Linked DNA regions of Anser cygnoides: region 2 is linked to region 1. The links are chromatin contacts, called in public Hi-C maps. All regions are on one chromosome and are shown on one strand. The core of a region is the stretch at or near the end of the contact, and the rest is flanking DNA. Distances in the headings are between cores, read along the strand shown.

Region 1 (6,481 bases), core at 2,842-5,341:
CCCTTCTCTCCTACTTTGAGGGCTACACATCAAAAGACAGTTTCCAGGAGCAGAGACAATGCATCCAAATAGGAATCAACGCACGCGAGCAACCTGGACAAAACACTCATACTCCCCAGACTGTGATCTTGGGACACACCCGACCTGTTTCACATTAAACGCGAGTGAGGATAGTCCCAACGAAAGGTGCTGAAGTGGCGGAGGCCGAAGTCCTATATTGATCTCCCAAACGGGCAATGGCAACACAACGTGCCCTGACCCTGACCCCCACGACCAGCTGCTCTCTTCAGCCCTGGGCCTCTCCATTGAGAAAGCCAGCACAGAGGGCAGGCAGCGTGACCGGCCAGGCAGAGGACATCTACCTAGCAGTTATGTGCACTTATTCCACCAAGAGATGGTTGTGGTTAACGCTGCTGAACAACTCCAAAGTATTTTTATGGCCCATAACCTGGCCTTACATTATGCACAGTAAATATGCAGGGTGGGTGCTTTTTTGCATGAGGACAGTACCGGGGTTTATTTCTAGCAGTTCTTGCTGCAGCAGCATCTTGCCTACTTCAGGGATGCTGGGGAGCACAGCACCAGTTTGCTGATCACAGGCTGTACTGCAGCTGGTCCACAGAACGTTACCTTCAATAAAGATTAAAGCAATTAAAAGCTGACTCAAAAGCTTTGTGACAGGATACAAAGTCTTTTTCCCTGCGATAACTGGTGCTATTTATATAGGGTGTTTTTTTTGTTGTTGTTGTTTTTGACTAAGTCATAATAGTTCAGGTGTTTTCTAGGTAAAATGAGCCATGTTCTTGCCACTCGGGGCTTCAGGCAACAAAATCCCAACAGCAGTTGCCTTCAGCCAGGTCTCACCTTCAGGGCCAAGGCTTGGCCATCCTGGGATGAAGGCTCACTTTCTAAGGTGGCATTCCCTGCTGAATCACAAACCACGTTTCCATTACCCTCCCAAGAGCACGCTGGTGAGAGGTATTTTACAGGCAGTCTTGAAGACAAAATCCTTATGACAGATTCAAAGCCAGAAAGAAAAATAATGCAGGAGAAGGAAAAAAGAAGAAATTAAAAAGCAACTGCAGTGCACTGATTGGGGCCCTTTGGGATGCTCCAGCCCTAGGGGCTGGCAGATAATCCCGGGGCTTTGACTCCAACAACTTTTGCCAACAGCATCCTTTGGTCCTAGTAACATAACCAAACACCTCAGAAAGGGCTGCTGGAGACATTCGGGTTCCCTTGTGGCTAATTATAGATTTTAAAGCCGTGGAGGGAGCGGGTGTTTCCCCTATCAAAAAAAAGAGTAAAATTATACAACTCCACACCCCCATGCTTTCTAATGCGACACACATAGGAAATCTCGTACATCAACTACAAAGTGTGTATTGTTCTATGTCAGCAGATAAATAATTCACCATCTGAAGACTTGGAAGCTTTTCTCTTAGCTCAGGATTATTGTTCCACTTGATGCATGAAGTTGGCAGCTTTTCTTTCTTCTTCTTCCCAAGAGAACTGGATCACTCCAAGACTTGAGTAACATCCAGGCTAATAGCTCACCAAGATTTTGAGAGAGAGAAAGAGAGAGCGAGAGAGAGAGAGAGAGAATGTGTGTATGTGTGTGTGTGTACACACATGCATGCCTGTGGAAGAAGTTAGGTGGAGAGGTGATTTCATTTCTCTTTTGTCGTTTGTTTTTAATTATGTACTTTTTTTCCTTAAGCGATGATGTTGCAACTGTTGTCTCTTGAACATCTTCCAGACATGTTTAAGATCTATGATGCTCTATCAGCCAAAAGTTTTGAGGGAGGAAGAAAAGGCCATGTTTCTGGTTTACGAACTGTTTTTGTTTTGCCTTTTTTTTTTTAAATTCAGCATGGATTTATATTAACACACATCTGACCACAATATTACTGTGTGACCAAGGCTGTCCTTTGCAGCAGGCTATCCTTGCTTGACTATTCCAGGAGGGAAAGGAACACAAGCTTTCTGGCAGGCATGAACCCGTCTCATACCCCATTTCTTCAGACCAAGTGGAAGTCCAGACCCTTATCTGATAGCCCCATTCCTACTTCTCATTAGTGCAGAAAAAAACAAAGATCAATATGGACCTCTGTCAAGAGAGCAAATTCCTAATGTGATTATGCTTTTATTCTGATATACTTAATAGTAATTAAAATTCCCTTGAAGAGGAATGTTTTTCATTGACTTCAACAGGCTTTGGATGAGAAACAGTCTGGAGGTTTTTGACAAAAATGTTATTTTGACAGAAAATGCAGACTCACAGAAATTGAAACAGTTCCTGGGAATAGCTTTCATAGTGACAGCTCAGGAAAAATGTTATCTCAGGTCCAGGGTGTACTTTTCAGAACCAGATCAGGAAGTAAAAGCATGAAGCAGCAAAGCACTGTTGGCCAGGCCATCCGCCCCAACACAGGAGACTGATTCAGGCTGCCTGGATTCAGACTGCCGATTGAAATATGCTTAAGCTTCCCCAGAAGAATCCAAACGACCGGACCTTTAGCTAGTTCCAGTGAGCTGCTTCTGCCCTCCAGTTTGGGAGCTGTCAGTTCATCTCACCATGGAGCAGGACTATTTTAGAAGGCTTCAAGTGTTCTTTAGGATAAGGAAGAAAAAAAGTTTCCTGCCAGCTGTACTGTAAATTAAGCCATAAAGCTTTACATTTAAAAACAATTGTGAAACACAGCTCAAACAAGATGCCCTCAGGGCTGTGCTCTAAAGACAGCTTTGCCATCAGCTTTGATGAGCACTCAGCTAACCCCACATCTCATTAAAATATTGCTACCTCTCAGGGAGAGCACTCTTCCTAGAAAGAAAAGTGCATACTGCTCCCCCTCTAAACTCTGGACCTCTGCACATGTCAGAGATGGAGATGCAATTGCCCAGACATAGCAATACAAAACAATAGTTGTCCTTGAAAATTAGAGAGAGGAACTCAAACACAGTGTTAAGAATAAAATTAATAGAAGGCAAGAGAACTGAAAAGTTTCTACTGCTGCAAAACCAACTAGCCAAAACCTCATCTGGCATTAAATGGCACAGCTGCAGTGTATTTAACACGGCAATATTGATTTACACCAGCTGAGAAGCTATCCCAGAACTTGTTTGTAAAATAAGATCAGCATTTAGGGTAAGTTTCAAATGCTTTAAATCTGGGAGGGCTCAAAGAAGAAACGACCTTCTGGCTATAAGTTGTATTTGAAAGGGACAGAAGGCAAGGCAGCTGAGATTTGGCATGGTGCTGCATTCAAGCACATGCTGGGAGGAGATGCAGATGAAAGCTGTCCTTCTAAAAGTCAGTTTGCATCGCACTTCACTCACTGGTGCACAGCAGATTGAAGAGGGCATGCACGTTCTTGTGCCAGAATTACATTGCGTACAACGATAACTCACCAAGAAGAACAAACGAGTCTGTTTGCTTTCTTGAAACAGCATCACTGAATGGCTTAATGCATGTCAGAAGGGCAAAAAAAAAATACAAGTCTTTTTTTCTCAGCTGTGCGCAAGAGCCGATGGATTGGGATGGGGTTGTGCAAGGATTGCATTAAACCCCACGGTACATTTCCAAGCCTTGTTTGTCTGAACAATTGACTCTGAGCACAGACACTTATCAATAGAAGCCTGAACAAATTTCAGAACAAGCTTTATTTTATTTTTTTGCTGACTTGAACATCAAGGTGTTCCAGGGTTGCAGTTGCTGTAGCAACAGGAAGGAGCTTATTAAATGATCAACCTGAAGGCCAAAGCTATCAGAGCTGAAATGACCAAAAGTTAATGTTTAACCTAAATCCTCTTATTTGTTTAAAAACATGCAGCTCACTTTGTATTAGCGGTTGCCTTGTGGAGGTACTTCAGAAATAGCTGTGCAGCCATGAGACCATTGAAATTTTCATGTGTATCCCAAATAACGTCCAAATCCTCAGTGGCACAGGCTCCGACAGCTGCTTCCTACCAGAAATCATGTAACACCAGACTCAGGCAGGGAGCTGCTTCCTCTGATCTTTTAGGTCTGACAATCACTTGAAACACATGTCTAAGGATGTTCTTCTCAAAGATCTCCACAAACTAATGGCATTACACATTATTTTAAGAGGTAATGAGAATGAGCGTGAATCATTTTTAACCTCATTAGAGTCTGTCCTTTGGACAACTGTTCTGGGATGAGTTACGCTATGCCTTGGGCCCAGCAAGTAGAACCAAATGGAAAGAGATTGCTGCGGCAAAATTAAGTGACCCATCCCCTCCTATTGCTTCAACATGTCTAGCCTCCCTTAGTGCTTTTTCAAATGTCTGGCAGGTTATTCCTTTCCCAGCTTTCAACATGAACTTTTCATCAATGAAAATCCTGTGAACAGCCAGGAGGGACCCCTTAGCTGAGGCTACTTTATGCTTGCCCTCCAGCTGAGCAAGGACACTCCAAGGAAGGCTGCAGAGATACCTCACTTGGTCAGCTCCTATTTCAGGATCAAAGCGACACATCTTTGGCAGTCATATACTGAAGGAGGACTTCTGTAGACCACTGCTTTCAGCAATTTTCTGCAGTTCTGATCTGCCCAGACCAGGTCCCATGTGTCTCTGACTATACCTATCCCTACTGGACACAGCTCTTAATGAAAATTAAAAGGAAAAATGCTTCTCTACTTCCTACTCCCTAACTTAGCTCAAAAAAAAAAAGTTATGTCTGACCTGGAGATACTCCTCTCCCAAGAGGGAACTGCAGACAGATCTCAATTGCAGATAGCAGTCGCTATCACAACACATTGTAGTCAGGAAAATCACCATGTAAAATAAAGCTGTGAAATATGATAATACTGACCAACAGTTTCACAAAAACAATCTTTATTGCCACTGCTGGTGGAAGAGGGGAACCCAAAGCTCTATAAATACATTAGAGGAGCTAGGTCCAGGTGCAGCTGTCTGTCATGTGCTCAGATCATGCTTTGATGAAAGCTTGTCATCACCTTTGCACCATTACAGCTGGAGGTAGTTGATGGGAAATTTTGTCTTAGTCTAATGCAAAACAATTTGTTTAATTATAAGGAGGTATCATCCTTGCTCGAGCTGTTGGGTCTCACTTGCAGAGCTAGGAAACTGCATATAAAGACTTGAGACACCCAGACACAGTCCTGAAATTTGCCACACCTCAACACATCCCAGTCAGATATTACCTTGCTTGCTTTTTGCTATCCTTCTGTCCCTCATTCAGCATGTTCCAGCTGACCTTGTGAGGGGGCAGAAACACAAATGGGACAGCCGTGCACCACAGCTTCTAGCAGTGAAGAGAAAGCAAGAGGAGCCATCAGGATGGTCACATCCAGTTGTTTTTGGTTTTTTTTTCAGCTACCTCTATCCTACAGCAAGCATACCACACTCACCATCAGGGCAGCCCAACACACACACACACACACCCATAAACCCTACACCAAGCACAGTCATTTTCAGCTTCCTCCCTGCCTCCTTTGTCCTTTCCCCCCACGTTACAGCTCTGCCAGTAAACGAACACAGGTCCCACCAGAAAAGGTTCACTGTGGGTCACCTCTACGCTGATGCTGAGAAAGGACTGCTCTGCAAGGCAGCAGAGATATTTCCACAAGGGTGAGGATTAGAGCACATGCTGAGCCATCCTGCGGAGGAACCCTCCAAGTGGTAAACCCCAGAACATAAACAAACCCCACCAAAGCTCAGCTTCACTACTGCACCATCCCCTGGCTGTTTTCTGAAACCAAACTCCAAGGAGGAAGCGCACTTGGACTTTGCATGCATACAGTCGGCGTTGAAAGAGGCTGGGAAGGATGCCTGTGAGTCCCTTCTCCCAAAAACACTGCCCATGTTTCAATCTAGCTGCAATCTGCAGACCTGCAGCTGTCGGAGTCAGCTCTCCCCGTGCTTGGTAATCCGAGGCTCTGCAAGCAAGCGCTCACTGCTTGCCTCTCCTGCCTTCCTAAGGCAACACTTGCTCAGCAAACACAAATATGTTTACTGTGGAAACTTTGTACTTGCCTTACTGCCCTCGCTCTTTGCCAGGTGTTTTTCTTTTTATACCCACAGGAGATGCAGAGCCATGTTCTAATATAGAAATATAGATTCGGGTGCAAGTGTTTATTAATAAACAGGTGGGCAAATCTATTTGCTTACTGCCTCATTTGAGTGATTTATTCAGTTATTTTTAGACATCTTAGACTCAAAGCAGCAACATCAGGGACTGGCTATTGTAATAAAACCAGGCTACAGCCACAGACTAATTTTTCCAGAGAATAAAAGATAAGTACACACAAGGGCACCCAGCACCAGTTAGCCTTTTTTTTCCCCTCTCACCAGCTTTAAACTGGTGTTTTCCATGATGTTGCCCTGAACTGCTGGGGATAATACAACAGGAAATTCAGTGGTTAGGTAGACCAGAATCTCTTCTAAGGGCTGCAGTACAGAATCACGTCTAAGTGTCCTGGTAGTACAAAAATATACT
Region 2 (6,359 bases), core at 678-3,177, 170 kb before region 1:
TTTTTTTAGAACAGGAAAGAGCCTATTTTAGACCTCAGTTCCTCCCCATTGTTTAAAAGTATTTTGAGGCTGAAATTCAGGCATGGCCAAAGTCAGGGGTGGGCGCCCTCCCGATAAGCAGGGCTGCGCTGCCTGCGCGCCGGCCACCACTGCAAGCGTGGGCAGGGGTGTGAAATCTAAGAAGCCCTCTGAGATCGCGTTGGTTTTTCTGCTGTGTTTCTGTTTCGTTTGCTTTCGTCGTGGGGCAGTTTTGCCGGGCTCAGGTTCCTGTGAGGCAGCCGGTGCATGGACGCAGCGCTCAAAGTGCAGGGCGTTTGTCAGCAGCAGCGTTGGGCAACGCGGGCTGGAAGGTCCCCGGGTCTGCCACGATTGAAGATGGGGAGTGCCGTAGCCATGACCCCTGATGGTGGAAAAATCAGCCCAGTCCAGTGCTGGAAGCAGAGCAGTAATGAAGCCCATCTGCTCCCGAGCACCAGCCCTTCCATGAGGAATGTTTTTTCTCGTCCGTCTTGGCTCTGTACAGTTTCCTGAGAATCTCTGATACGTGCGAGAGGTTTGGGAAGGGGAAGGAGGGCGCTTGGCGTGCCGGGAGTTAACTCTGTGCCTGCAGGAGAGGTTCGTGCCTTGATGGCTCTGCAGTCCTCGCTGGCCCCGCATCCCGTTGGCATCCTGGCCCCACTGCCACTCTCCAGGAGCACCCTGCACCTGCACCTTGTGCTTCGTTCCCGCTCCCATTGATCCTGCAAATAGGTCTGTGCAGAAGCAGCTTCTGGGAGCAGGAGGACCTCGTTCCGTGTTGGTGCAGGTGGGACCTTCTGGTGATCCTCAGTCAGGTCCGAGGTGGGAGATGAGCACTCGTGTGGTGCCCAGAACTGATGCTGGGAAGGGATTGCTGCTGACACCAGTGGCTGGGCAGCCCCAGTCCTGCAGGGAGCAGCTCTCCCTGGGTACTGGGGCTTGCTGCTCGCTGGGTTTTCTTTCTTTAGCCGCTTCCCCGACAGTGTCTGAATGGAGAGCATGACAAGCCTTCCATCTTAATCCCAGTGCAAACACAGCTGGCTTTCCCAGGGCTTGCTAGAAGCCAAGAAACTACAAAGGCATTAGGTGCTTAACTCCCATTACTCCCCCTCGGAGCTGAGTACCCAAAGAAGAGCTTAACTCCCCAAATACCTCTGTGGGGCCAAGCAGGGAACGTTACACATCCAGGCTTTGAGACACAGCTGGGTGAATGCCCCAGACTTCCCCTGTTAAAAGGCAGTTAGAGGTCTGGGAGGGAGGGGGCATCTCATACAGCAGCTCTGGTGGCCTAAAAGGCCCGGGGTGAACATTGCCATGTCTAGGTCCTGACTTCGCATGCACCCCACGCATGGTGCTGCCCAGTGCATGTCCCCTTTTCCAGACACTCGTCTCCAGATGCTGGGATCCTTGTTTCATTGCTGGCTGTCAAGGTTTGCTCTGACCAGCCCAGTTTTCTCTCTGCTGCAGGTTTGCACTCCTTGCAATTCCAGCAAACTATGCACTTGTAGAGCTCTGATAAACAGGGATCAACTCCCAAACATCCCTTCTGCAGCCCCGTTCTCCTTTTCCCAATTGCCTTTGCCCCACCCTGCGAAGCCAAAATCTCAGGCTCAACCAAAGCCCAGCATGGGCAAAGGTGGAATAAAGAGTGGCTCTGCATCCTCAGGAGCTGGGTGGCCACTGCTTGGATAAACTCCTCTTCCTGCATGTTCTTCACGGAGATCTCCCAGCGTAGGAGGTAGCACTCGGGCATATGGTTTGGTTTTGTTTCTCTCATAGTTTTAATGAGCCAGGGAGCAAAGCTAATGCTATGTTTATTGTGTTGGAAGGAGAGCGTGATGCTCTGAGAGAGCACGCAGCCTGTATGAGAACAGGGAAGGAGAGGGGAGCCAAAGGACATGCTGTGAGAAGTGGATTTGTGCATTTCGGATCCACGCAGAAGCAATACCTGACCTTCCCTGGTGCCAAGTGCACAGTGAGCCCTGTGAGGTCCGGAGGCTTGGAGAGCCAGCCAGCCGGCAAACGGGGGCTGCAGTGACGCTGGGACATCTACGGAGGCAGCGCAGTTGGTTTCAGCAGCCACCAGCGCCTGGTCCCCAAGCCAAGGAGACCTCGTAGCCAGATGAACCTGGTCACCCCGCCATGTAACAGCCCCAGAATCCCTGCTTCTCTCACCGGGCTGACTGGCAGAGCCCAGTGTTGCCCTGAAGTGTGCTTTTTTGTCCGACCGATGGCCTGAGCCCCGCAGACAGGACAGCAATTGCAAAAGGCAAACACACTGCCCTGCCTCGTGCACATGTTCCCCTGCAGTCGGCAAATACGTCTCAGCGCCAGCCCCAGGCATTGCTGTGACTCGCCCTGGGCGGCTGCCTAAAAACTGGCCTTTTTCTATGAAAAGTTGGGGAAAGGCTGGGCGAGCGCAGGCCCGGGGTTTGGATCCCGGCCACCCTATCGGAGATCTGGCTTGAAGCTGACCCATGAAGCTTGGCAGCACGTGGATTTGGGGATGTCTTTCTGCTGGTTTGCTGGGGACAGGTTAGTACAAGGGCCGCAGCTCTCCCAGGCAGGTTTTGTCTTCACCTGGCCTTCTGCAGCAGCTCTTACAGGGGCAGCTGGGTGAACACGCTTCCTGAAGCTCCCTGCCTCGTAGCACTTTCCAGCTCTGAACTTATGAAGACTCGCAGACAAAAATCTGCACAAGCCTGAATTTTGTTTCTAGCTAGACAAGATCGTCCTTGCCTCAGGGAAGGAATTCAAACTCTGCTCGAATCGCACAAACCCATGTCCCTCGAGCTTGCTGGGATGGCCCTGAGCAGATTTCTCCAAGCTGTCCTGGGGCCAGCCTTCCTTGGGCTGCAGGGCAGGGAGGTGCCCAGCCTGGAGCCAGCCCGAGGGGAGCTGCAGCAGCGGGGCAGAGGAAGGGGCTGGCTGGCCTGGCTGCTTCTGCTTTTCCCATTGAGCCCCGGAGCTCCTCATACTTGGATGAGCTCTGATTAGATAAAACTGTTGTACATTTTTGGGCGGGGACCGATGGGAGTCGGTATTTCCTGGGAGAACAAAGCAGTTTCTCTCCCAGCCAGTTGCTGCTGCTGCAGGTCTGACACCCTCGTTCAGCAGCTACATCCGCAGCGGAGGTGGCTCAGCACCGTCTCCCCGTACAGGAAAGCATGGCCACACAACCCACATCCTTCAGCAGTTCTGCGCTGAAGTGAAAATCACCATTCAGCATTTAAAATGGCTGAGAACTTGGTTTAGAGGGTGCAAAGCTTGTGGGCTCAGTGTCTGCCTCCTTGTGCTGTCCCAGTTGCAGGCTCCGGTCCTTTTCCCTGCAGTGGCAAGAGCTTACTACAGCTACAGCTCTACAACCATTCGCAGCACTGTGGAGAGCCCAGCCTGGCTCCTTCAGACCCTATTTGCCTCCCTCTTTCCTCTACCTTCCCTCTACCTTATCAGTTACCATCCCCAATGGCCTGGGGCAATGAAGGAGAAATGCCTTCAGGTTCCCTGCAGCACTGCTTGGCCGGCACCGAGCCCTGGGGGCAGGTGTCCCGTCGTGAAGCCGTTTCTGCAGCTGGGAGATGCTGCAAACCACACCGCCCTGGCGGGTGTCATACTGGGACGGCTGTGTTACGTACATGACCACGTACACAAACCGCGGCTGAGCGCAGCCGTGCTGAAGAAGCGCCTGATGCCGATGAGAGCCAGGTTCTTCAGAACGGGACTTAATTTTCAAAGAGTCCCTTGGAGCATTATTCAGCTGGATTGGAAGCTGCTTTCTCCCTGGAAAGTCTCTTTTGAAGGCGGCACTGTCTCTGTGGTGGCTGAAGTGGCAGATAAACGACTTGGCAGCTCTCCCTGTGGTGCGAGCGCACGGCAGCCATGTTCTGGCTGAAGTCTGGGCCCTGCACGGCAGCACACAGGGCATGGCGTGCCCCACAGGCCCCATCCCATCTCTGTGCACAAAGGGACACCTCGGCCACAAGTCCTCATGTCACAACAGCTTATTCTTCTCCTGGGAAGTGCCAAAGTCTAACAGGCCTCCATCTCCTGGCAATTCTAGCCCTTCTGCGGGGGGGAGCAGCGGCAGTGGGCTGGAGCCATCCGTGGAGCGGTGTCTGTGGGAGCACGGGGCTTTTTGTGGGGATTTGTCACCGACATGAAACCCGATCCAGCCAGATGTTGCTTTGCTGCCATGGGATAGTGACCTTGCAGCAAGGAGGGCAGTGTTGACACGAGGTTCAAAGGTGCTGTTTGTTTGGATCCGCTGGGCGCGGGTATCTCTGGGGCTCCGGAGGGCTTCCTTCAAGGCAGGGAGCTGGGAAATTAGCACAAACTAATTGGAGGTCAGAAGCTCCTCGGGAATTCCTGTTTTCTGTCGTGATGCAGGCGTGCAGCTCTGCCCCCTCCCCTGGCCATGGGAGTGGATTCACATGGTCACGTTTCTCCGTGGCATGGGAAGGTGGCAAGTTCAGTCCTGCAATCATCTGCAGAGCCGGCCCGTTCCTTCTGGCAAGGGTGCAGTGGTGGCGTATTCACAGCTGGGTCGTTTCCAACTTTGCTCCTGGCAGCACTGAAGAGATTGATTTCCCTTTAGCTTAATAGGGCCGGCAGACGCAGGCACCGTGAGGCTGAAACAAGGCTGGCCTGACTCCAGAGGAGTTGTGCTTCGATTGCCCATGAACTGCTGGTGGATGGGTGGAGGTGCAAGACTACCAGTTCCCTTCCTCCTGAGGTCTCCATTAGACCTTGCTCACACCCTGCATAAAGGAAAGAGATGTCTCCAGAGCACCTGCTGCTAACAGCCACTCTCAGGGCCTGGCTGGCAACAGGGAAATAGATCCACCGGCCCCCCGGACAAGTTGCTGCCAGTGATGATGGATCTGTTGTGTCTCAGTGCTGCAGTGACTCTGGAAATGTTTGCATCCCCTATTAAATAGGCTGGTTCTCCGGTGGCCTCAGGCAATGCCCACTACTAAATGCAGCAGAAATGGGCACAAGGAGCTTTTCATCACAGGGTAAGAAGTTACACACTAGAGACACTTCTCCCTATCCTGCAGCGGCCCATAATTAGCTCCTGTCCTGCTCTGCAAGCTCATGCACCTCTTATACATGTTGTGAAGCCTGTGCATCTTGCTCCATACCTCGTGGCAGTGATTTTCACAGGTCAGCGTCGCACTGTCAGGACAGTGCTCACAGGGCACAGATCCTCAGCTGCTTCTGCCAAGCATGCAGAGCAGAGCCGGGACGGGAGTGGCCATGCACAAGGTGGTGCAATGGGAAGCATTTGCTGAGTGCGCATTTTTTTCCAAGTGCTTGTTGAGCTCTTCATCAATTCCAGATGCGCAGAGCTGACAAGACATCTTGAAACGCATGCAGCAGGCAAGTTGCTGAGCCATGCGACGTTAGAGAGGCTTCCTTTTTCTTGTTTACTTGTAGGAAGCCTGTGTGCAGAGGGCATAAACCATGTTTGCCCAAACCAGACCTAACTGCGGGCAGGTTTTAAGCACGTCCAGCCTGGCCCGGGGCACCCTGCACCCAGACCCCTGCCAGCTGCCAGCCAGCCCCTGCATGTCCCAGCAGGGATCTCTGCCTTGGCACTGCCATCGCAAGCTCTTCTGCTGCAATTCCTGCCGAGCAGCGGCCTGGAAAGAGGTTTTATTGACGAGGAATGGAAAAGCTGGCAGTTCGGGCTTGCATCATACGTGCAAGCAGCCAGCCGGGGCCAGGAGAGCAACAGGCATAATGGGGAAGAGAAATTGCTCTTGGAAAGCTTCTAGCTTGGCTTGTAGGAGGAATTAACCATTTGAAAACAGAGGCTTGTGTGGTGCTTATGTACAGATATTTTATTTGTGCACGTAGGCCGTATTCCTCCTGGATGCTGTTCATTTTGTGTTTCCTATCAGGATGTCAATTGCATTCCTTGTGACAGTGGAGAGCTAGGCACATTGCCCCAGTGAAATACATGCCCCTGCCTCCAGTGCCCATGATCCTCCTCCTGAACCTAGCTGACATCTGCCTCAGCCTGGAACCAGGTGACCCGAGCCTCCTGCTGCCACCGAGGGGACACGTGGGTCAGGAGGAACTGCTGAACGGGACAGAGCGTCCAGACCAGCCGCTGCTGGCTCTGGTCCTGCTCTGAGCCCTGCTGACGACAGTGTGGCATTTGGCAGGTTGCTTGTAGCAGCTGGATTCCTTCTTTCCTTCTCGGCGTGATTTATTGTGAGCTAATCCTATAGCTGTCGCCCTTTTCCATCGCTTGATTAGCATTTCCCTGGCTGATCCTTGACTCAAGTTGACTAAGTCGGAATAAGAAAGCCTTCCTCGAAAAACAGAGCTTGAGA

Evidence for each region. A called contact is a pair of places that touch in the nucleus more often than the background predicts.
Region 2: a contact with region 1 is called in a Hi-C map of liver, with 5 times the contacts expected there. The contact joins two enhancer-like sites. A contact is called at or near these places in 2 of 7 Hi-C or Micro-C datasets (both in liver).

Annotation. Positions count from the first base shown.
Region 1 is chr10:12,927,206-12,933,686 of Taihu_goose_T2T_genome, reverse strand. All of the region lies in intron 1 of LOC136791594 (a long non-coding RNA gene), which reads right to left. Among named protein-coding and RNA genes, the nearest start is that of KLF15, 26 kb to the right of the region's middle. Within about 2 kb of position 4,091, at least 1 of the 3 cell types and tissues checked has open chromatin away from gene starts, as enhancers often do. A contact at or near this core is called in liver, where this site is marked.
Region 2 is chr10:13,093,224-13,099,582 of Taihu_goose_T2T_genome, reverse strand. The region is part of intron 6 of CHST13 (carbohydrate sulfotransferase 13); the gene reads left to right. Among named protein-coding and RNA genes, the nearest start is that of CHST13, 29 kb to the left of the region's middle. Within about 2 kb of position 1,927, at least 2 of the 3 cell types and tissues checked have open chromatin away from gene starts, as enhancers often do. A contact at or near this core is called in liver, where this site is marked.